Regions from separate parts of the Mus musculus genome. Here all the other regions are linked to region 5. Evidence: chromatin contacts called from public Hi-C, HiChIP or PLAC-seq and promoter capture Hi-C data. All regions are on one chromosome and are shown on one strand. Each heading gives the region's core, a stretch centred on a gene start, on an enhancer-like site or on the middle of the called end of the contact. The rest is flanking DNA. Distances are from core to core; before and after follow the strand shown.

Region 1 (3,010 bases), core at 57-2,556, 980 kb before region 5:
TGAGGGGTGGCGGCTCTCTCAGCTTGTTGCTGCCACTGGCTTGGTAGAACTAAGAACTATGAAACATCGCTCATCAGTTTCATAATTGTGCCTGTTTGTGCACAACATTCTATGGCCACCCTGATAGCAAAGAATACTGAAGAACTGGTTCATTAGACTCTGGGTGATGGCATAAAGTAATTTACATAAAGGAGTAACATCAGATTTGAGTTTAAGAAAGATGTCTGCAAACCGGGCGGTGGTGGCGCATGTCTTTAATCCCAGCACTTGGGAGGCAGAGGCAGGCAGATTTCTGAGTTCGAGGCCAGCCTGGTCTACAAAGTGAGTTCCAGGACAGCCAGAACTATACAGAGTAACCCTGTCTCCAAACAAACAAACAAAAAGAAAGAAAGAAAGAAAGAAAGAAAGAAAGATGACTGCAGTAGAAGAGACAGGTTAGAGGGGAAAAAAAAGCAGGCAGCAGGAACTAGTTGGGGAGTGGGCATTTAGCCAGAAAGACTGGTGGCCTGTACTAGGGTGGAGATGCCGGTTTGACCTAGTGACAGGAATAGAACCAGCGTTGGGGACATTAAAGGTAATTGTTACCAGCTTAGGAAACTGCATGGCTGGTCAAGCTACTCACTGAAATAGGGTCCATGAGAAAGTGCTGGCGAGAAGATGCTGAGATGAGTTTTTAAGGAGTACAAACTACACAAGAGACAGGGCTTGCACGGTGGCCCTGAACTAGGCTTTGGGAACACATGGCCCCTGTTCTCAAGAAAATTTCAGGTGACAGGAGGTTTGCAGATAAAGAAAACTAATACCGAAGAATAGACAAAATCCGGGGCTCCTATTATAGGGGAAGTTGAGAAGCTGACCTCTTATCTGAGAAGAGTCCCTGCCCATCACTCCGGGCCTGTACATTTGAGGATGCCCTAGACGTATCCCTTCCCTCATCGCCCCGGCCAGGTCCCAAGTCCCCGACCTGCTTGCCGTCTCGCCGATGCTTCACGAGCGTCACCTCCCCGTAACTACCCCTGCCCACGACCCGCATGTAGCAGTATGCGGCCTGGGGCATGTTCCCGAAGGAGGCCTACAGTCGGGAAGCTGTGGCAGCGGCGCGTAAGGCTGCGGGAGGCCCCGCTCATGCCAGACGGGAGGTGAAGTACTCCATAAACGCGGCCCACCGCGGGCAGGAGCTTCGAGGCCCGGCCCACCCGGACGCCGCTACCATAGCGATACTGGCGGGGTAGTCCTGCGCATGCTCAGAGTTGGAAGACGCGCCATAGAGTCGACCTAGCGGTGGCCAGAGCTGCTCCTCGTGCTTGGGGGAGGACCTACCATCGAGCCGTCGCGGAAGCGGCCAGAGCGGTTCGGCAGCCCCGGAGGACCTGCCATAGAGCTTCGCTCCTGGAAGGCCAGAGCGACTCCCGAGCCGCACTTCCTGCGTTTTGGTTCTACATTTGCTCATTGAATCCTTTCTGGTTCTAAGCGAGTTACGCGTATGGTTCATTCGTTCTACAAATATTAACCGGCTATGTGCTTGGCTCACATTCAGTTAAAAGAGTGGCCAACTCTAGGCTTCACCAATGATGTTTGCTCTATTTGTTTTGTAGCGTGTCAGTATTCGGCCTGCCGTTTTGGTGCATTTGGTGAAGACGTCAATACACTTCATCCCTCAAAGTTTCAGCCTGCTTTACTGAGACTGGCAAAGATCTCTCACAGAATGATTGCAAACCCACCATCCTGAAAGGCTTGCCAGAACTTCACATGCTGCTTCCACGGAGCACCAAGGCCCCCTTTTAACGCCTGTCTGTGAATGCACAAGGCTGCGAAAAGAGCTACCTGCCTTGCCTGAAGAATTTACTTTTAAACAGGCGCACAGTTACTCATTATCCCTCTGTCCCGTTGAGATATATATGCATATGTCTTCTACAAGCCAGAAATGTTTTCCTCCAGGACAGAAAGCCCTTCCTTTGAAATGTAAATCATCAAAAAATTTTGGCGTCTGTTTCCCATTTTGTGTGGGAAGATATAATCCCATCTTCTATAATTGCCAACTAGTAAATTGTAATTGCTTTTACAATGACCAACTGTTATTATTTATTATTATTATTATGTTACTGTTGTTGAGATAAGATCTTCCTCTACAGCTCATCTTGCAATCCTACTCTTGTGTGTTGAGTTTACAGCCATGTAATAGTAACATGCTCCCAAACCTTTGTAATTTTTTTCATTTTTCTAAGGAATTCCGTTTCTCATTTCTCTATTTTCCTATTTTCCCTTCATTGTTTGTTGGTGCGTGTGTGAGTGTGCGTGTGTGTGTGTGTGTGTGTGTGTGTTTGTGTGCACGCGTGCGAGCGCGTGTCTTAGAAGAGGTCTCATGTCACCATGTAATCCAGGGTTTTAGAGATCGGCCTGGCTCCGCCTTGAGTGTAGAATTATAGGTGTGTGCCCCCATGCCCAGCCCTCATTCTCGTCTTAAAAGGCCCAGTTACCTCTGCACAGTTGAATGAAGCGCAACTTTCCCTGCTACTGTCAATAGTTACTACACAGCAGTCTGCCCCCTCTGCTCTAGCAAATGTTTGCTTTTGTTTATCTTTAGCAATATCACTAACTAGAATTCAATATTTATTTAAGGTTCCACTTTGTTTGGTTTTCTTTCTTCCTTCCTTCCTTCCTTTCTTTTTTTTTTTTTTTAAAGATTTATTATACGTAAGTACACTGTAGCTGTCTTCAGACACACCAGAAGAGGGCGCCAGATCTTGTTACAGATGGTTGTAAGCCACCATGTGGTTGCTGGGAATTAAACTCAGGACCTCTGGAAGAGTAGTCAGTGCTCTTAATTGCTGAGCCATCTCTCCAGCCCCTTGTTTGGTTTTCTTATGGAGAAGAAATTGGCATTCCGAAGAAATGTGCTGATCTTAAATGTGTAACAAGAGCATCTTGGCAGATGAAGTCACTCAAATATATTAAGATATAAACCAAGGGATATGGAAAAATTAGAACCCTATGTGTTGTGTTTATAAAA
Region 2 (3,024 bases), core at 400-2,899, 860 kb before region 5:
GAGAACAACTACACATTAGTTTCAGCAGAGAAAATGGCAAAGAAGCAGTGGCAAGTTGGGCACTTCTTGTTCAAAACCAAGCAGCCATAAAGAAATAGTGGTCAGAATCAGGGGCTATCCAGGGTCGCTTGAAGCCTGGGCGAGTTTGCCCAAAGAAACCTCTTGTTATAAATAAGCAAGGATAACCCTACTGCATCTGCATTCAGAGCTGCAGCAGGACACCCCCACCCCCAGTGAAGACTACATCCTGCTGGAACTCCCCATTCTGCCCACAGAGCACAGTTGTGAAAACATGTCAGTTTTGGAATTAATGCCTCTATATAATAGCTTAGTTATAACTCCTCTCTAACACATCACAGGGACACTCTCAGGTCTACGTGCCAAGAGAACTCCATCCTTTAGTGTCTGTGTGTGTGTATGTGCCCATCAGAGAAACAGCACAACCTCCCAACCCAAGGGCAAATATGACCCTTCCTCCAACCCCCATTGGGCAACAAGGGCCATCTGTGACTTCCTTCTTTACTATAAAACTCCCCAAGAAGTGCCTCTGAGACTTTCCCGGAGCCTCTAGCCTCCTCCATCAAGTCAACCAGGAGGGTTGTCAGAGTTTCACGAAAAAAGAGGAAATTTAAAAATGTAAATAACAAACGTGGTTTGGAAGAACAGCAAGCGGAAACTTCAGATACAACTTAATTGGGAAAGCTCAGGACAGAGCTGAACAGGTGAAAAGGGAGGCTGGGATGTGGGTACCGCGGCAGTCAGAGAGGATCTTCCCTGAACAATAGAGGGAGTAGGGCTGGGGGTCGCGCAGCAATGTGGGAGCACCGACTGCACTGCCCTAACACTACAGGTGGGTGTGGGTGAGTCTCCCCACACCCAACAGAGAGGGCAAACACTGGGAGTGAAGGTTCAGAGAGGAGCCCAGCATTAGGCTAGCAGACACTTAAGGGTGTGGGGGTCTAAGAGCCAAGGGGAGGAAGGCTACGAGGAGCCCCTGAGAAGAAGCTATGGGGGGGGGGGGGTAATCTCGGTCCATACCGAAAAGTGAGGTAACCTTAATTTGCGACGGCAAAGTGGGAGGGGACCAGATTTAGGCTGACATCAGACAAGAGACAGGTCTAAGGTGGAGGTGGTGAGGGGCAGGGTCACTCCTGGCCAAAAGCTCTCAGCCCAGGGTCCCGGACTCCCTTCTAGTCTCGAATAACCAGCACCGTCTCGCGGGAGAGGGAGGCACCGCAGCCCAAGGGCCCGGTGCCCAGGCCGGAACTCTAAGGGCAGGAGGGTCCCCGGGGTGGGGCTGGGACTGCGGCGGTCGACGTGGGGACGGGGAGGGGCTGGGGTCCCGGACTCACGCATCAATGTGCTGAAGGCCACGACGCCGAGCAGCCCCTGCAGGAAGATGCCGAAACTGTGCATGAGCGCGCCGCTCTCACAGCGGCCCGCCCCGGACGCGACCGTGGAGGCCGGCCCGCTCGGCAATCCGCGGCTCACGTTCCCTCCCGGGCCTTGCATGGCGGCCTGACGGGAGGGCGCGAGGGGCCGCCGGCCTCGCTGCAGCCCGGGTCGCGCTGCCCAGCCGCGACCCCGGACCTGGAGCTGGGTGCCGGTATCTCAGCCCGCGGCCGCCTCCGCGCCGCGCGTAACCCGACGTCCGAGATCGTAGAGCTTGATTGGTTGAGCCAGGCGTGAGGCGGGCTTCGATTCCCTCCGGGGCGGGGCTCTAGCCAGGGCTAGGGGCGGGGCTGGAGGAGAATCTCTGCAGGTAGGTAGAGCAGGTGAGCCAGACTGTGTAAAAGGAATCCCCAGAGCCCTGTGTTCTAGGTCATGAGAGCAGTGTCAGGGACAGTGATGGAGTCTGTTGCTAAATCCCTTTCCCCTCCAAGGCAAATCTATAAATGCCCTGGACAATTTCCTAAGAATACTCCTACATTCTGCCCTCAGATTCGGTTCACTACTTCGGAAGTGGAGTCCAGAACCTGAGGCAACATTATGCTAAGGCACGGTATTGAGTACAATAGTCTCAGCCGTCTGAGGTCTTCTTCCCACGCCAGGGATTGAGTGTTCTACTTTCATGGTCAAAAGCCAGAGGATTCAACTCACTATTCAAAGCTCCAGGGTGAATCCCTGTTCCCAAACATAATTTGTGGGGGTTTTGTTTTGAAACAGGCACTTTCTTAACCCTGCCTGTCCTCAAACTTAAAACAAGGACCTAGAAACAATGATGGCCTTGAACTCCTGATCTTCACACTCACGCACTCTAAGTGAATTATAGGTAGGTCTGTGACACCAGTCTGTCTGGTTTTGCTACTTTGCTTGAGATTGGTCTTGTTGAATTGTCCAGGCTAATCTGAACCTTTGGACAAAAAAAATGATCTTTCCACCTCAGCCTCCGAGGTAGCTAGGACTGCAGTTAAGTGCCACTACACTTGTCCCCCACCCCCACTTTAAATGGTTACTTCAATCCAGCCACTTTTCGCTTTATAAAAAGGGTGAGTTTAAGTGCAAAGTCAACATGCACAAGTCCTTGCTCTGTTCACTTCTGAGATACAACTACAAATAGAACGGATTTTGTTTTGAGACAGCATCTGGAACTCATTATGTAGCCCAGAATCTGCCCGACTTTCTCTAAAGGCATATGCCACCACACCCAGTCTGGTTTCTTTTCTTTCTTTTTTTTTTTTTTTTTACCTCCAAACCACCGGTGTGCACAGACTCCAATTTAAGTTTGTCTTACTACCCAGACCCCTAGACATCTCTGCTGTCTCTCTAGACACCTCTTGCTGGTGCCCTAGAGCTCTGACTTGTCTGCTGCATGTCAATGGGCATGTGCATGGTACAGGTCTAACCTACATCAAGGTATCTTTTTGGAACAATAAATACTAACTTTAAAGACATTTCCTCAAGAAGTTCTAATTATCAAAGAGGACTAAATGCTTTCCAAAGTTTGTTTGTTTTATTTAACAGGGATATAGACTCTGCAATCCATAGGAAATGCAATTCTGCAGCCTTTCTCTTACCGTCTCC
Region 3 (2,832 bases), core at 301-2,800, 710 kb before region 5:
GTTTGTTTGAGTTCAAAAACAGACTTGAACTTGAGAACCTCCTGCCGTACCTTCCTGGTGCTGGGCGTATAGGTGTGGGCCACCATGCTTGGCTCCAGCTGACAAACTCTCAGAGAAGCATCAGATAACCAATTAAAGATCAATGTCCTAACACTGATTTCACAGTACCTCACAGCAACAGTTCAGAAAGTGCCGAGGTCTCTATTGACAGAATCTTGAAGCCAACTTAAAAACAAGCAAAAATTATTTCAAAACCATACTATTTAACAATAAAATAAGGGGAGACTGCTCAAATGTTAAAGGTGAAAACGGCTTCCAAGTCTTAAGGGAGGCCAGATACTCTCTCTAACTCTGTCTCTGTCTCTCTTGGTCTCTGTCTGTCTCTCTCTGTCTGTCTCTGTCTCTCTTTCTCTGAAACAGGGTTTCTCTGTGTTTCCTGGAACTCACTCTATAGACCAGGCAGGCCTGAAGCTCAGAAATCTACCTGCCTCTGCTTCCCAAATGCTGTAATTAAAGGTGTACGCCAGCATGCCTGGCTTGAATTTTCATTTCCACATATGAAACGCCCTGGCCATGACAGAGACAGGGCACCAAACAGTGGCCACAACCCCAAAGATTAAGTTCTCTCCTCCTGGGAACTCAAAAAGAATTCATTATAAGGCCAGACTCCCTCTTCTCTCAAGACTCCTCTCTCTGACCTGTCTCCCTGTAAAGACAACTGTGACAGGGACTTCTTAGGTCCTATCTCTGTGCTATTCTGACCCTCTAACTTCAAACAGTTCTAGGTTTTGTAAATACAGCTAGCCTCCATATCTGAGGGTTTGTGATTCTAATGATTCAACTAACTATAAATCAAAAACATCCCAAAAAGTGCATTTGCACTGAACATGACTTTATGTGTATGGATGCTTTTATTATTATTATAGTAATAACAAATAATAAATTGTTTCCTAAACAAATAGTACAACAATAGCTCCGCATAGCACTTGCATTGCACTAGGTACAATTAAAGCATAAAGAAGAGTATGTCTAGGTTATACACAAAAAATACACCATTTTACACAGGGACTTGAGCACCTTAGATTTTAAAATATCTGGGATTGGTCTAAGAACCAAAACCTGATACCAAGGCACAATTGTATAATCCCCTGTCAATCCTGAGTTCACGTCTTCAAATAGTTCCTTAATACCTGCAAAGCATGGAGGCTCCTTAACTCTGCACTGGAGGCCTTTTATATACTAACTCCAGCTTTCTTTTTGGCCTCCTTTCTTCAGCCTCACCCTGTCTGTCACACTGTCATCCTGGTTCAGTCTGAACCCGACTGACTGGAGTATCTTAGCCTTCTACAATGGGTTTTTTCAGGCCCCTCCGGCAGGACAATGGGCTCTCCTCCTCATGAGCTCCCTTGGACAGGAGACCTCTCAGATGTTCACATCTCTTTTCCTCTTTGGCTTCTTAACAGAGCTCTAGTAAACAAGGGCCCGTACAGAGCCTGTGCTAAGTCTCCAAGCCCCGCCCACAGCCATGCACTAGCTAAGTACTTCACAGCAGTGGCTTGGCAAGAGAAGCTCCTTGAGGCCATGCTTGCTGCTTATCTGTGGTTGTTCTCAGCACCCACAGTGTACAGGAAACGTGGGGTGGAAGCATATATGCTCTCACTACCACAAACAGAACCGTTCAGAAAATGGCTGGAAAATGTATAAAAAGCTAGGATCTGATAATGAGATTTTGTTTTTCTCTAATTTTCTGCCATATAATACACGTTTATAATAAATATTTTAAATGATTTACTATGGGCTTTTCCAGTTAGGTTTTGCTGCAGCTTAAGTATAAAGCGTTTCCATGTATTTAAGCTTTGAGCCCAGCCCATGGTCCTCCTGAAACCCTCAGGAGATAGAGCCTAGAGGGAGAAAGCCAGGTGACAGGAGCATACTGTTGAAGGACATATTAAAACTCTGTTTCCCAACAGCCTCTCTGCATACACTAGCACCATGACATACAACAGCCTCTCTGCATACACTAGCACCATGACACACAACAGCCTCTCTGCATACACTAGCACCATGACACACTGCTTCACTTTGGCAACAAAGGCGAGTAACCGTGAGTTAAAGCTGTGGCCACCCTGAACCTCTCCTTCCTTTAAGCTGGTTACTTTGGGTAATCTGCCACAGTAACAGGAAGCTGACTAACAAAGACTTGGATTTCAATTCCACATCCCTACACAGAGGGAGAGACTATCTTCTGTAAGGCTGTGGAGTGATTTAAGGCAGACAACTTAAGTAAAACATAAAGTTAAATAAATATTGGTTCCCTATCTTATTTAAAAGCAGATAGAGCAAGCACATCTCTAAGGGTCCTCTGCTGCGGGCCCCAGACAAGTGTTCTGGTGTCAGCAGTCCCGTGGAATCCTTTTGTATCTTCTATGATCTCCCAACTGCTCAATGTGAACTCTGCTTTACTCACCTTCTGTCAAAATCTGCTTCAAGAACGACTGTTTGAAGAAGCTCCAAGCCAATCCTGCCTCCTTCCAGTTGACAAATGCCTGAAAGAAAAATGAGCATAAAACCACATCTCCAGCTTTTCAGATCTAAGCCTGGGCAGTCCATACGGCCCCAACTTGAATAGTTTCCCCTGACTCTTCAATCAGTGCTAAGAGCATAGAAGACATCCAAACATACCAGAAAATGTATATGACGGATAAGATTTGAATCGTGAATGTTTCCTACGGCCATGTGTTGACCTGATTGGAAGGTGGCAGAGCCTTTTAAGGGTGCCCAGTGAGAAGGGCTTAGGCCACCAAGGGTGTGCTTTGAAGGGCAGTGTGGGAC
Region 4 (2,769 bases), core at 14-2,513, 910 kb before region 5:
ATTCAAAGCTCACTCCTCTCCCAACTGCAAGTTCCCCGCCACCTCCCTGCCTTCTTAGCCTGACTTGGACATCTGACCTTTCCCCACAGACAGGGAGGGAACTCCTGGGGGTGGTGACCACTGCATCCTCACACTGGCCTGTTTGTCAGGCCGAGTTCAGGACTGGACACAAGGGCGGAGAGCAAAAAGATGAACTCTAAGACTGAGGAGCCCTTGGTAATCTCAGGAATTCTAAGATCTGTTCACAGAGGTGGTGAAGTCCGTAAGACTGCCCCTCCCCCCTTTCCCTAAAACAAAACCACTGATGTTTACTGTGTTTGGGGAGGGATCGGGGTAGACAGCCATGGAGAAAGGAGCAAGGATGACCTTGTTGTTCTTGCCCAGTAGAGCCGGGAAAGCCAGATTTAGTGCTCACCCTTCTCTACCACCCGGGCGGGCGCCTGTGAGGCTGACACCTGATTCCTTCTTAAGCCCTGCAGGCAGGTGCAAGGATTCCCTCACTCAGCCTGGGCTGAGCTCCCAGGGAAACGCAGGCCTGCAGACACACCCTCACAGGGAGACAGACAGATCTATAGGTACAGTCTCCGCCCCTCATCCTTCCTCCAGATTACAAATGTGTACACATCAGGACACACTAAGCCAGCAAGGCTAGCTCCCTCATCTCCATACAAAGGCGCACAGTTCTATATAGGCACTCCCCACCTCCAACCCCTCACACGCCTGAAGTGTCAAGGCCTTTCACCAGAGCCTGGTGAGACCCAGGGTGTCCAGAGGCCAGCCTGGAAGGGCCACGGTGCTTCTGTTTAGCTTTGGCTTTTACTTCAGAGCAGGCACTACTACTTAGTGTCCAGCCTTGCCCTCGCAACTTCCTTGGCACCAACTAGTCCCTTCTGGGCCTCCTTACCTCGGACATGTTGGATGCCAAGCAAGCTCGCTGTTGGTAGCTCTCTGGCAGGCAGTAGCCACAGGAAAGGATCTGCGTGAGGCCCAACCCTTGGGAACTTATATAGTCTGCTTGTGCGTCCTGGGTAGTCACTCCCCTCCTTTGGAAGCTCTCAGATGATTCAGATCCACGCAGCGACTAGCTGGAGTTTATTCTTGGCGATGATGGGCAGCTGCCCTGGTGAGAGGAGATGGCCGCGGGGACCCCGCATCTCTGGGGACAGCTGCTTACTCGACGGTGGGAGGTGTTGGCACTGTTGTTCACAGACTGTGTTTATGAATGTGAACCCTGGAATGTGTGAGACAGCCTGCCCAGGCTGACTGCAAGAACCCATCCCAGTGGCAGGGGTGGGAGGGGAAGTCTCTGAGGAGAGGGAGGGCCCTGAACAAGGGTGGATGCTCTGAGTTTGTTTAGCTTTCTCTTCTACTCCTGGATTCCACTGGAAATAGATTTTCCATCCCAGCACATTAGCAGGGGAGAAACTTCCTTTCTGTTGCTTGGAAACACTTCCTCATGGTGAGCACAGCCAACTCAGAGTGAGTAGCCAGGAAGGCCGAGACCCTGTGGAGCTGCCATATCACAGTCTTGTTGGTGTCCTGGTCCTCTAGCCAGCCCTGGGACAAGTTTAATAAAGAGACAAAGCAAGGTACAGTATAGGCCCGGAGGAGACCATGCTTGCTAGTAAAGGCCTATAGAGGGCTTCTGTCTAAGATGGACACTTGGAAGCTGGCTGGCAGGACTTTAGAGGGCTGGGGTGAATGCCACTTCAGCTATTAAGCTGTAGTAAAGAGTAGAGCTCCCTTGGAAAATCATTTAGCACCCACCACTAACTTCATCTTTGCATGGAAAGATCACTGGTGGCAATGCAGGGACCCTAAGCCTGAGGTGGGCTGTGGTAGATGTGGGTTGGAGGTTTGTCTTAGACTTCTCTCCACTCCCTCCCGTCTACAATGGACATTGTGTTTATCCCTGAAGGCACCAGGCAGATGAAATTCAACCAGGCACTAACAGTCATCCTAAATGTCATTCCATAGCTGTTGTGCCTCGAACTCTATCCCATTCTTGGTTCTGGGCCTGGCTCCCAGTAGGTCAGTGTGTGCACCATCAGGTCTATACGCAGGGACCTGAGCAATACCCATGATTCCAAGGGGAGGCCAGGCCATGCCTTGTGAGGAGTACCCACAGCTGGCTGACTAGGACAAGGATAAGGGATGCCCAGCTCTCACGACCCAGGAGGAAAAGCGGGTTAGGCTCATCAGGATGATGGCTAGACCACGCTAGGCTCCTTTCATCGCAGACTCTGAGCCCACTGCAGCCAAGCCATCAGGTTTATTAACCCGTTGAGTTGGTTGTGAGTTACAGGGCACAGGGCACACAACCAACGACCACAAAAGTGCTGGGTTTTTTCCTCCTTTTTCTTCTTTTATATAATAAGATGTGAAAATTTACTGTAAACCAGTTTACAATGGAAGTACACCATCTTCTCTTTCATCTAAAAAATGTGGTTTTGTGACCCATGCATGACACCATGCTTAAGTGTCACTGGCAGCTGAGGTGGGATGGTTTCTGTGACTCATGACTGCGTACACAGCCTTGATTGGCAGCTGAAGTCACTCATAGGTCTGACTTCTAAGTAAACCCAGGAAAAGAAAAATTTAGAACTAAACCAGGCAACCAGTCCACCAACCAATCCACTCACCCACTCAGGACTCAGGGTGTTCAAAGCAAGGCTGACCACAGGCCCCGCACTATGAACAAGTCTCCCATTGAAAGTTGTGGAAATCTTCATTTAAGAGTTAGCTCACTTCGGGGGTCGGGGGGTGAGT
Region 5 (3,173 bases), core at 462-2,961:
CCAGAAGAAGTCTGTTAGGAAAGACACTCTCCATGGGGACTGATTCCTGCTGTCCAACACCTGACCTACAGAATTAAAGAAAGAAACTGAGGTAAGTGCCACAAGTCCACAACTCGGCGCTGCCTTTAATCAGCGGAGCAACACCAATGAGCTCAGCTTTTGACTTGTTGGCTTCTTCAAGCCAGTCAACATCAGAGGTCCACTGTGAGTGCAGTCAAACTCTGGGATCTAGCGTTCACTCCTTCGATAGATGTCTACTTTCAGTATGTAATTCTCGGAGGCGAACTCATTCTAGGCATCTCTTTGCCATCTCCTTCTCACTGGTAAAATGCACATGACATTTTAGTGGCGAGATGGATGCAGCAGAAGAACACTGATCACTTTTGAGTGCATAGCTGTATGAGCTAGTGACCTAAATTGCAAATAACAGAATCTGCGAGCGCTCGAAACTGAAGATGGAATGATGATGCTTCCTGTAGTGCCCATCACACCACCTATCCCAAAGCTTTGTAATCAGGAGGTGAAATCCTGAAAAAAGCCGAGAAATTCAAAGTGCTCTCAGCCCTAAGACTTCTGCTAATCGCCCTACTCTCTAGAGATACAGAGATGAATCTGATACAACCACACCTATTTCCAGGGCCCCAAGAGAGTCTTGTAGAAATGCGCCAAGGAGTCTCACCTAAGTCACACAGGTGGGCAGATGGTTCTGGCACTGATACGACCTTCTCAGGCTGTATTTTTTTCTTTTCCAGTAATTGGAGACTTGCTTCCCAAGTTCTTTCAAACTGGGTAAAGTCTTGGGCTTAGGACTAGCTACACTTTTAGGGGAGAAAAATCTGTCACAACTTTTGTATTGCCTGGCGTGGTGGTGCTTGCCTTTAATTTAATCCCACTACTCCGGAGTCAGAGGCAGGAGGATCTTTGGGAGTTAGTGGCCACCTTAGCGTACACAGTGAGTTACAGGGCAGATAAAACTACAAAGTGAGACCCTGTCTCCAGATTTTATTTATTTTTTTCATATTCTTGCTAGTCCTGCATCACCACCATCGCCATCATTATTGTACGCATTATAGAGGCAGTATGGTAGGTAATACTGGAGCCAACCTGAGTTCAATTTAACCTAAATTTCATATTGCCTTTGTGATCTTTAGCGAGCTAGTCAATCTATGTCTCAGTCTGCATCCGAAAAACAGGGATAGAAATACACCATCTGAATAGAACAGTTACAAGGATGAAAGAGATGCTAGGCAAAGAACGCGGCTCTAGCGGCCCAAACAAAAGCGCGTTGTATCCGGACCGGGTTAGCGTCTCTGTCATTCCCGGGTTAAGGACACCCGCGCCCGGGATCACTATCGCAAACCCACAATCGGAAAATTGGCTGTACCAGGAGGCTTCAGGGTCCCCCAGCGGCACCCGGGGACCTTCTGGGCTGCGCCTCGGCTCCCACCGCCTCCGCTTCCCACTCCTTCCGGCCACTGGTGTGGGGGAGGCCGCCCCAAGCTCAGGACCCGGCGAGTCAGGACAGAAGCGGCCCAGGGTAAGGCTCTCACTCACCATTCGAGATGTAAACCATCTTCCCTCCGGTTGCCTGCTTCCTAGCGACAGAGAAGACCGGACGCCCCTGTTGTCGCCGTACCTAGCCTCCCGCCCCGCCCTGTACGTCACAGGCCACTGACAGACCCAAGTCAGGCTAGAGGTGGGTCGAGCCCATTGGCTGCTGGGAGACCACTCCTGACTAGAGGTTCCGCCCAGTCACACAAGTAACTTCCGCTGGCGTGGATACTGCCTGAGTCAGGAGACCGGATATGACGTCTAGGAGAAACATTGTTTGAGGGTCCTTTTCCCCACCCCCCTCACTTGGTTCCGGTTTGACCGAGAGTCTTTGAGGCCACAGCACTGCCGACCGGAAGTTGCTTGCTAGTTGGCAGACACGCGCAGGGTTCGGGTCCGAGGTGGCTCGAAGGGCTTGGAGGGCGGAACGTTCCTCAGCTTTCCAGATGTGTTGCTGTCTTTTGGAGTGGCAGGGAGAGGCTCTGAGGCGGTGTCTGGGACATGAAGAGCTTTAACCATCAGGTTTTGCTGAACTCACTTTTAAGTCCCTCTGGACCGTATTCCCTTTAAGCCGGTTATTTCTGCTCTCAGTTTATTTGTTTTGCTTTTTTGAAACAGGACTCACACTGTATTCCTGGCTCTGAGCTCACATTGTAGACGAGGCTGGCCCTAAACGCAAAGATCTGCCTGCCTCTGCCTCCGTAGCGCAGGGATGAAAGACAAGCCTCACCACACCCAGCTGGTTTTTGTTTTTGTCTTTTGTCTTGTTTTTGTTTGTTTTTGATTTGGGATCTGTGTATCCCAGGCTGCCCTTGAACTCACTTTGTAGACCAGGCCTATACCAGTACTCATGTGGCATAGGCAGGTGGATCTGTATAAGTTCAAGAAGTGGAATTTGTTATTTTTCGAGACTGTTTTTCTGTGTAGCCCTGGCTGCCCTGTAACTAGCTCTGTAGAGCAGGCTGTTCTTGAACTCAGAGATCCACCTGTCTCTTGCCTCCCAAGTGCTGGGACTAAAGGTGTAACCAACACCCAGCTAAGAAGTGGCATTTTTAATAGCTGTAGAGACACAACTAGGGAAAATCAAATGAACTTCAGAATGACAATTTCCTCTGCTTGTCAGCATTGTAGACGTGACATATGCGTTAGAAGGCAGGTCTTGGGCATCCAGTAAGTTTGAAGAAAATTCCTTGCTGCCCCTGTTGTGTTTCCTTTGTGGTGCGGGGAGTGGGGGTGAGGAGAGGGGAAGGGAGGAATGAGGTGTGCAGTCAGTACAGAAAGGGAGAGTTGGGTGTTTTCCACCTTATTGGACTGGCTAGGGAGCTCTGGCCATCTGCCTGTCTCATCCTCCAGGATAGGTCTGAGTTGTGTGCAACCACTGTTGGCTTTTACATGACTGCTGGGGATTCTAAAATCCAGGCCCTCATGTCTGTGTAGCAGTCACTTTACCCACCGAGCTCTCTTCCCAACCTGGGTCCGTGATTTTTCTCAAGGGCCTTTCTAGACCTGGGCTTAAACCATGACGTTGCCTCTCACTCTCTGTGCTCTCTTTTCCTTCTAACTGAAATCCCTGGTTATACTTTTGTCAGACTGCAACAAGAATGATTTATTTAAAAAAAACA
Region 6 (3,140 bases), core at 146-2,645, 750 kb before region 5:
ACGCAGATAATGACTAATTCCATGTTACTTCCTTCAGATCTTTTTGATGAATACAGCAATCACAAGACACACACCACTTGGGGCCAGTAACTGCTGTGAGTGACCCGCGGGGAAGAGCGCCCACCAAGTTAAAAAAAAAAAAAAAGCCCTACAGGACGCGTCCCACCCCACTGCACCGCAAGCTCTAAAGATGACCTGGCTTTGACAGCTTAGTTTGAGACCCCACGCGAACAGCTGGCATCTCGGGGGGGAAACTTAACACGACGTCTATCCTTTCCGCGGGAATTTATCCCGAGTCTCACAAGGCTTTTCTGCTCCGCAAAGAGCAGGCCTTGCTTCCCAGGACACAGGGCTCGCCCCTCCAGCGTCTTTACAGCGAACAAAACAAGACTTGGGAACAGAAAACGAAACGGTCACGGACCTGCCGAGCGGCCTCAGGACGCTCCCCAGATCCGCGCAGGGGGTCGGGCGGCGGTGCCTCCCCAGGCGAAGCGCCTGAGAGGCCGGAGCCACCGGTTGCGGTGGAGGCTCAGACTCGGCCACCGCGCTTGCTGTCGCCGCCGCCGCTGCTGCTGCTGCCGCTGCCGCCGCCGCCTAGGCCCTGAGAAGTTGAGCGGCCGCGCGGGCTGCGGGTTCGCGCCCCGCCCGGAGCGAGCCCGGGGGGGCGGGTCCGCGGGGGCTCGGCGGGAGGCCGCTCGATGGGGGCAGGGGACCGGAGCCTGCAAGTTGGGAGCCCGCTACCGCCACCCGGCCACTTTGGCCTCTCGCGCCCAGCTGGGCTGACGCGCGCCGCTCGCCCGTTCTCCCTCTCTCTCTCTCTCTCCCGGCGCCGCCGGCCTCCGCCGCGTCCGCGAGGTGCCCGGGCGCGTCCCCGCAGCCCCCGCCGGCCGACGCGCCGAGCCTCGGGACCGCGCCAGGCCGCGCGCGCGGGCGCCGCGTCCCCCCACCCACTCCAGTCGTCCCCCCCGCCCAACGCGCCGCCGCCGCCCGTTGGCGCCTCAGATCGCGCGCTCGCTGCCCGCTGGCTCCCGGCGCTTCCCGCTGGCAAAGTTGCTGGGCCTCTTTGGGAGGGCGCCGCACCACCCCTCAGGCCGCCGCGCGGGAAGGCCCAGCCGGCCGCCCCGCTTTTTTTACCTGACGGGAGTTTTCGCGCGCGCGCTTGCTCGCTCTCCCCGCTCGCTCGCACGCCCGCCCGCTCGCTCGGTTTTCTTTCTTTCCTTCTTGGCGCTCGCCCGCGCGGGGCGCCTTTTCCGCTCGCGCTGCTCGCGCCCTCCTTCCTGCTGAGCCCGGCAGAGCGGGGCGGCCGGCAGCTCTCCCCGCCCCCCTGCACCCGCGCTCCGGCGGAGGCGGCGGCGGCGGCGCTCCGCGCTCCGACTCATTCCAATATGGCACGGACGCAAGGCGCATGCGCCCGCGGCCCCCCCACTCCCTCCCCCAGCTCCGCGGTCCTCCCTCCCGGCAACCCGCGCCCCTCGCTTCGCGCGCGTGGCACTCCCGACCCGGCCTCCCCAAGCCCACCGGCTCGCGGAGCTGGAGCTGCACGGGAGACGACGCGTCCGCGGGCCCGGGTCCATAACCCGCCGCTTTGCTCGCGTCCCCCTGTCCGCACCTCGCCGAAAGACACCCGCGAGGCCGTGGCGCTGGGCGTCGCGGCGTGAGCCTCTGATCCCCGACGGCGCCATGGACGGAGAACGGCTTGGAGACGGCGTCCTCGGGCTCCGGAGGCGCGTCCTGGCCTTGCTTGGGATTCTGGAAAGAAAGACCTCACCTCGGGCTTCTGGACAGAGCGGCTCGGGACCCCGCGAAGTCCCTGATCCATCCGTCCCTGGCGAAGCGCGCCACTGTAGCCCGCACGTGACCACCTCGAGCAAGATGGTATTAGCAGAGAGGCAGCAGTTCTGCAGGTCCCCAAGGGGCGCATACCGTGGCCGAGGGAGCTGCGCCCGCCCGCCGGACCACGTCGGGAATCCTACACGTTCTTTGAGATCTAGCAGGGCACTCTAGTGCTCGTCTACCGAGTCCGACTCGAACGCCTCTACGTACCTCATGTCCAGGCTCAGTAAATGAGTTGTCCTGCCGCAAAGGGGCACAGGTTGACCTAAGAGCTTCAGGAGAAGCTCAAAAATGCTGTGAATCAGCCTCGAATCGGAAGGTGCCCACAGGCAGTTACGTTCGGCTACTCAACCCTTCTTCAGCGAGCACAGGTGTCAATAGGAAGCACACCCACCTGCTCCAGAAAGTTCCCTCAGAAGAAAATCCCAGCGCCTGTGGGATCCCGGAGTGCCAATGAGACCAGACTCTCCAGCCTAAGATGGCCTCAGTCAGGGGCTCCTACTCAAGGAAGACTCCTTTCTTTTAGAGAAGAGGAGGCGAGACACACACACACACACACACACACACACACACACACACACACACACACACGAAGGTCTTGGGATGCTCCCATTAGCATCTTTCTCATGTTTTTGGGCAACCTTGGGAAATATGCACATTACAAACGCCAGATGATTTTTTTCTTTTTGTAAGTGTAAGCACCATTGAAAAGACAAAGTAACAAGAAAAAAAAATAAAGAAGAATATAAAAGGATATTCAATTATTGCTACACAATTTGAGCTCCCACCCACCCCCTCCCAACACCCCCCCCGCCCCGGCCAAAAACAAAAAACAAACAAACAAACAAACAAAAAAACCCTTCTTCATAGATACATGCTTGCAAGCACACATTTTCATTTATTTGCTACTATGACTAACATTTTTTGTTTGCATGGTCGTTTTTAAGGTATATAGTTCCTGCTTGTGTATTTTATTACATTGCAGTTGTCTGCTAACACATCCATGCGGTCCACAGATGAGCTGAGTTTCTAGGAATGGGAAAGTTTTTAGGTAGAAAGCTGTGAATGGCCCTCTCTTGCCCCAGTTCTTTCACCAGCAAGGAAGAGTGTAAGGAATTGAATGCACATTCCTAAACACTGAGGGACAACTTTTCTCCCCTACATTGAATGATGCCTAGTTTAAGGTGACCTTATTTGGCACTTCTTGGATGACTAAACATTCAAAATTTCCCCATTTGCTATCTGTATTTCCCCTTCTGTACATAACCTGTTGTTCATATCTATTGTCTCGAGTTGAATCTCTTCTA
Region 7 (3,099 bases), core at 572-3,071, 690 kb before region 5:
TGGAGAGAGGCTCAGCAGTTAGGAACACTCGCCGCTCTTCCAGAGGTCCTGAGTTCAATTCCCAGCAACCACATGGTGGCTCACAACCATCTGTAATGGGATTCAATGCCCTCTTCTAGCGTCTGAAGACAGTGATGGTGTACTCATATACATAAAATAAATAAACTTTAAAAAAACCTACTATGTATAACACATTGAACTCACCTATACTGTGAAACAGAAAAACAAAGAACTAAACAAGTGGAGTTAAAAGAAGAGTGGCCAACATTGATTATGCATGTACTGTGTGCAAGGCACTTTTCTATATCCTTTATATATAGCTTATTTTATCCCTACACTGCCATTTACAAACTTCTTATGCTAATAAAAGTAGCTAACATTTACTAAGTACCTTGTAGTGTGCCAGGACATAACAGAAATTATTTCCCCTAATCTCCCTAATCACCCTGTGAAGCTGCAGTGCTGTTCTCATTCAAAATGAGGAAGCTGCCGGGATGGAGGTATGTGCTTGTTACCCCAGCACTTTGTAAACTGCAGCAAGTACATCAAGAATTCAAGGCCAGCTTGGACTACATAGCAGTATCTTTTCATAAATAAATAAATAAAGCCAGGACTGGTGTCTCATGCCTATAAGCAGAGGCAGGGCATATCTGAGGTCAAAGCCAGCCTGGTCTACACAGTGAGTTACAGGACAGCCAGGGAGGCATAGAGAGATCTTGTCTTTAAAAAAAAAAAAAAAAGAAGAAGAAGACAAAGACGAAGAAGGAAAGAAGGAAGGAAGAAAAGAATAAACCGATGCTCAGAAAAAAAGCCAATTGATTTGAACTTTTTTTTGAGACAAGGTCTAAGTATGTAACCCTATCTAGACTGGAGCTCAGATTGGAACTCACAGAGAACTCAACCTCTTGAGTGTTGGGATGAAAGACTTGAGCTACTACACCTAACCCAAGTAACTCTTATCTTAAAAGGGGCCACCTAACCTGAATCTAATTCAGCCTGCTTCTCTCTCCTAACCTCTTTGTGCCTCTCTAGGATAAAGGTGAAGGTGGACTCTGGACCATGTGGACGAACTAGCAAGTGTCATCTGCAAAAGAAAGAAAAAAAAATACAAAGCCAAAAAAGAGTCTGTCCAAGGACACACAGCAGATGCAGTTTATTAAGTGCACACTAGGATGCTGGTACTGCGCTAAGTGAGCTTATTCAAAAGATCCCAAACAATCCTTGCAAATTGCTTTCTGAATTAGATACTATTACACTCATTTTTGTCAACAAGGAGCTAAAAGCTCAGGGGCTGAAGTGACTTGTCCTAGGTCACTGGACAAGCATTGCCTGAACCCGATCCTTGTTCTTAGCTACGCCATATGGGCTCTCTAAACTCAAAGAGAATCAGAGTTGAAGAACAGTTTTGAGGATCAAGAGTGAAACACTCCAGAAATGAACCCCTTAAAATATCAGATTAAAGTAGCCTCTGTCTACTGTTTGTTGATAGTTGTTTAAACTGTCTCCTATCATCACACGGAAACACAAGGCTCAGAAAGAAAATGGCTTGTTTGTAGTCACCAGCCAAGACTGGGACCGCAGTCTCCCAACTCCTAGACCCGGCGCCCCTCCCCGCCTCCGTGGTCCCCCGTGGAACCCTGTGCAGTGCGGGGGACCCAGAGCAGCTTCCCCGGGAGGCTTGGCCGCGGCACCACGCGCTGGAGCGGGCGCAGCAGAGTACCTGCAGCAGGAGACCCGAGGAGGCCAACCGGGCCGCCTGGCCTAGCACCTCCTGGCTGCCCATAGCCCCAGAGCCACAGCTCCGAGGAGGAAACGGGGCCCGCGCCCGCTTCGTCGCGGAAAAATGGCGTCACGGACAGGCTCGCTCCTGATTGGGTCTTTGACAGCAGGGGCGGAGCACAAGAAGCTGCGACTCCAAACAACTTTTGAGGCTGTGTCTCTTGATTTTCTTGGGGTGTCTTGATTTTTGTTGTTGTTGTTTTGAGAGTGTGTTCAGCGCCGATCCCTGTAGACCATGTTGGCCTAGAACTCGCAGTCTCTGGAACACTGGGATAACTGGGGCGCACCCCTAGCCCCAACTGATATCTTTTGGCTTGATTTTTTTTTTTTTTTTTTTAAGACAGGGTCTCATTATGTAGCCTTGGCTATCATAGAACTCGATATGCAAAGCAGACTTGCCTTGAACTCAGTGATCTGCGGGCTTCGGCTTCTGACTCCCAAGTGCCGCAACTCCAGCTGTTATTTTGAAATAAGGTCTTTCTATGTAGCCAGGGCTGGCCTGGAATTCACTTAGAGAGACTAGGATAGCCTTGAACTCCCGATCCTCTTGTCTCCAGCTCCCAAGTGATGAGAATTAAATATTTATTTGTTTTTGCATAGTGTAGTTGTGTGTGTATCAGTGAACTCTCAGGCATCAGTTCTCTCTTTCCACCTTTACATGGGTTCTGCAGTCAAACTCAGATTGGCAGGCTTACATGGTAAGCTCTTAACCTGCTGGGCTAATTTGCAGGCCTGCTAATTATCTTCCCTGTACTCCTGTTCCCTGTTCCCCAGCAGAAGGCCCTGTTTCAAAGCAAAGGAAAACAGAACAAAACAAGCCAGCAGTGGCTGCTGCGGGACAAAGTGCTCAGCAGAGACTAATCAGTGAGATTCTTGCCATTGGCGATCACACGAATGTAGTTACATAACCCTTCCACCAACTGGGCTGGACAGGACTTCTCCCAATTTTGCAAAGGAAGAACTGAGGACTGAAGGTCAGACACAGAATTTTCATGTATGTAGTTCTCTGTAGAAACCTTCCCAAGGCTCTGATACTTGGCCTGGTTGTCGAGAGGAGAAAAGTAAGCCTTGGAGGTGTGAGGTGCCTTGTTCAAATCTGCACATCATGGGCCTGGGCAGAACAGATCGGGGTCAAGGGTCAGACTGGAAGTACTTTATACTTTTTTTTTTAAAGTGGCCAACATACGCAATCACCATTTTCAAAGCTCTTTGGCCTTCCTTGCTGTCTGGTAACTGCCTGTCATCTTACACATCACTACCATCTTTATCAGTACATTTTAGATGCTCATATTTGGATCCCTTCATCCCAGCACTCAGGAG

Evidence for each region. Promoter capture Hi-C pulls out the DNA fragments that hold promoters and counts their contacts. A called contact is a pair of places that touch in the nucleus more often than the background predicts. HiChIP or PLAC-seq counts read pairs in DNA pulled down with a chosen protein or histone mark.
Region 1: a promoter capture Hi-C map of pre-B cells shows a contact between it and region 5, with 6 times the contacts expected there. The contact joins the promoter of Nek4 here to the promoter of Selenok in region 5. A contact is called at or near these places in 2 of 39 promoter capture datasets (hippocampal neurons and pre-B cells), 2 of 484 Hi-C or Micro-C datasets (CD4 T cells and uterus), 1 of 115 datasets of contacts at active chromatin or transcription factors (trophoblast stem cells) and 2 of 9 other capture datasets (liver and pancreatic islet).
Region 2: a Hi-C map of B cells shows a contact between it and region 5, with 9 read pairs. The contact joins the promoter of Stimate here to the promoter of Selenok in region 5. A contact is called at or near these places in 2 of 484 Hi-C or Micro-C datasets (B cells and CD4 T cells) and 1 of 115 datasets of contacts at active chromatin or transcription factors (thymic regulatory T cells).
Region 3: a contact with region 5 is called in a promoter capture Hi-C map of the HPC-7 cell line. The contact joins the enhancer-like site here to the promoter of Selenok in region 5. A contact is called at or near these places in 9 of 39 promoter capture datasets (the 3T3-L1 cell line, 3T3-L1-derived adipocytes, the HPC-7 cell line and 5 more), 2 of 484 Hi-C or Micro-C datasets (adipose-derived mesenchymal stem cells and pro-B cells) and 2 of 115 datasets of contacts at active chromatin or transcription factors (bone marrow-derived macrophages and memory CD8 T cells).
Region 4: a promoter capture Hi-C map of embryonic stem cells shows a contact between it and region 5, with 3 times the contacts expected there. The contact joins the promoter of Mustn1 here to the promoter of Selenok in region 5. A contact is called at or near these places in 4 of 39 promoter capture datasets (3T3-L1-derived adipocytes, embryonic stem cells, hippocampal neurons and 1 more).
Region 6: an H3K27ac HiChIP or PLAC-seq map of thymic regulatory T cells shows a contact between it and region 5, with 5 times the contacts expected there. The contact joins the promoter of Sfmbt1 here to the promoter of Selenok in region 5. A contact is called at or near these places in 5 of 39 promoter capture datasets (3T3-L1-derived adipocytes, hippocampal neurons, neural stem cells and 2 more), 3 of 115 datasets of contacts at active chromatin or transcription factors (epiblast stem cells, pancreatic cancer cells and thymic regulatory T cells) and 2 of 9 other capture datasets (adipose tissue and liver).
Region 7: an H3K27ac HiChIP or PLAC-seq map of thymic regulatory T cells shows a contact between it and region 5, with 4 times the contacts expected there. The contact joins the promoter of Rft1 here to the promoter of Selenok in region 5. A contact is called at or near these places in 4 of 39 promoter capture datasets (embryonic stem cells, hippocampal neurons, neural stem cells and 1 more), 5 of 484 Hi-C or Micro-C datasets (CD4 T cells, muscle stem cells, nephron progenitors and 2 more), 7 of 115 datasets of contacts at active chromatin or transcription factors (bone marrow-derived macrophages, embryonic stem cells, extraembryonic endoderm stem cells and 4 more) and 1 of 9 other capture datasets (embryonic stem cells).

Annotation. Positions count from the first base shown.
Region 1 is chr14:30,949,673-30,952,682 of GRCm38.p6, reverse strand. It overlaps Nek4 (NIMA (never in mitosis gene a)-related expressed kinase 4), which reads right to left and starts at 1,306. Exons shown (of 15, transcript NM_011849.3): 1 at 965-1,306. The coding sequence starts at 1,057. Gm41121 (a long non-coding RNA gene) reads left to right here and starts at 1,249. Exons shown (of 2, transcript XR_874490.3): 1 at 1,249-1,481; 2 at 1,596-2,251.
Region 2 is chr14:30,824,219-30,827,242 of GRCm38.p6, reverse strand. Stimate (STIM activating enhancer) reads right to left here and starts at 1,649. Exons shown (of 8, transcript NM_028839.4): 1 at 1,353-1,649. The coding sequence starts at 1,512.
Region 3 is chr14:30,673,884-30,676,715 of GRCm38.p6, reverse strand. Rft1 (RFT1 homolog) reads right to left here. Exons shown (of 13, transcript NM_177815.3): 7 at 2,468-2,546. Among named protein-coding and RNA genes, the nearest start is that of Rft1, 21 kb to the right of the region's middle. Within about 2 kb of position 1,550, at least 55 of the 459 cell types and tissues checked have an H3K27ac peak or open chromatin away from gene starts, as enhancers often do. A contact at or near this core is called in the HPC-7 cell line, bone marrow-derived macrophages and memory CD8 T cells, where this site is marked.
Region 4 is chr14:30,877,751-30,880,519 of GRCm38.p6, reverse strand. Mustn1 (musculoskeletal, embryonic nuclear protein 1) reads right to left here and starts at 1,263. Exons shown (of 3, transcript NM_181390.3): 1 at 905-1,263. The coding sequence starts at 913.
Region 5 is chr14:29,966,918-29,970,090 of GRCm38.p6, reverse strand. It overlaps Selenok (selenoprotein K), which reads right to left and starts at 1,711. Exons shown (of 5, transcript NM_019979.2): 1 at 1,555-1,711; 2 at 1-65. The coding sequence starts at 1,573.
Region 6 is chr14:30,713,870-30,717,009 of GRCm38.p6, reverse strand. Sfmbt1 (Scm-like with four mbt domains 1) reads right to left here and starts at 1,395. Exons shown (of 21, transcript NM_001166532.1): 1 at 1,135-1,395.
Region 7 is chr14:30,653,097-30,656,195 of GRCm38.p6, reverse strand. It overlaps Rft1 (RFT1 homolog), which reads right to left and starts at 1,821. Exons shown (of 13, transcript NM_177815.3): 1 at 1,721-1,821. The coding sequence starts at 1,783.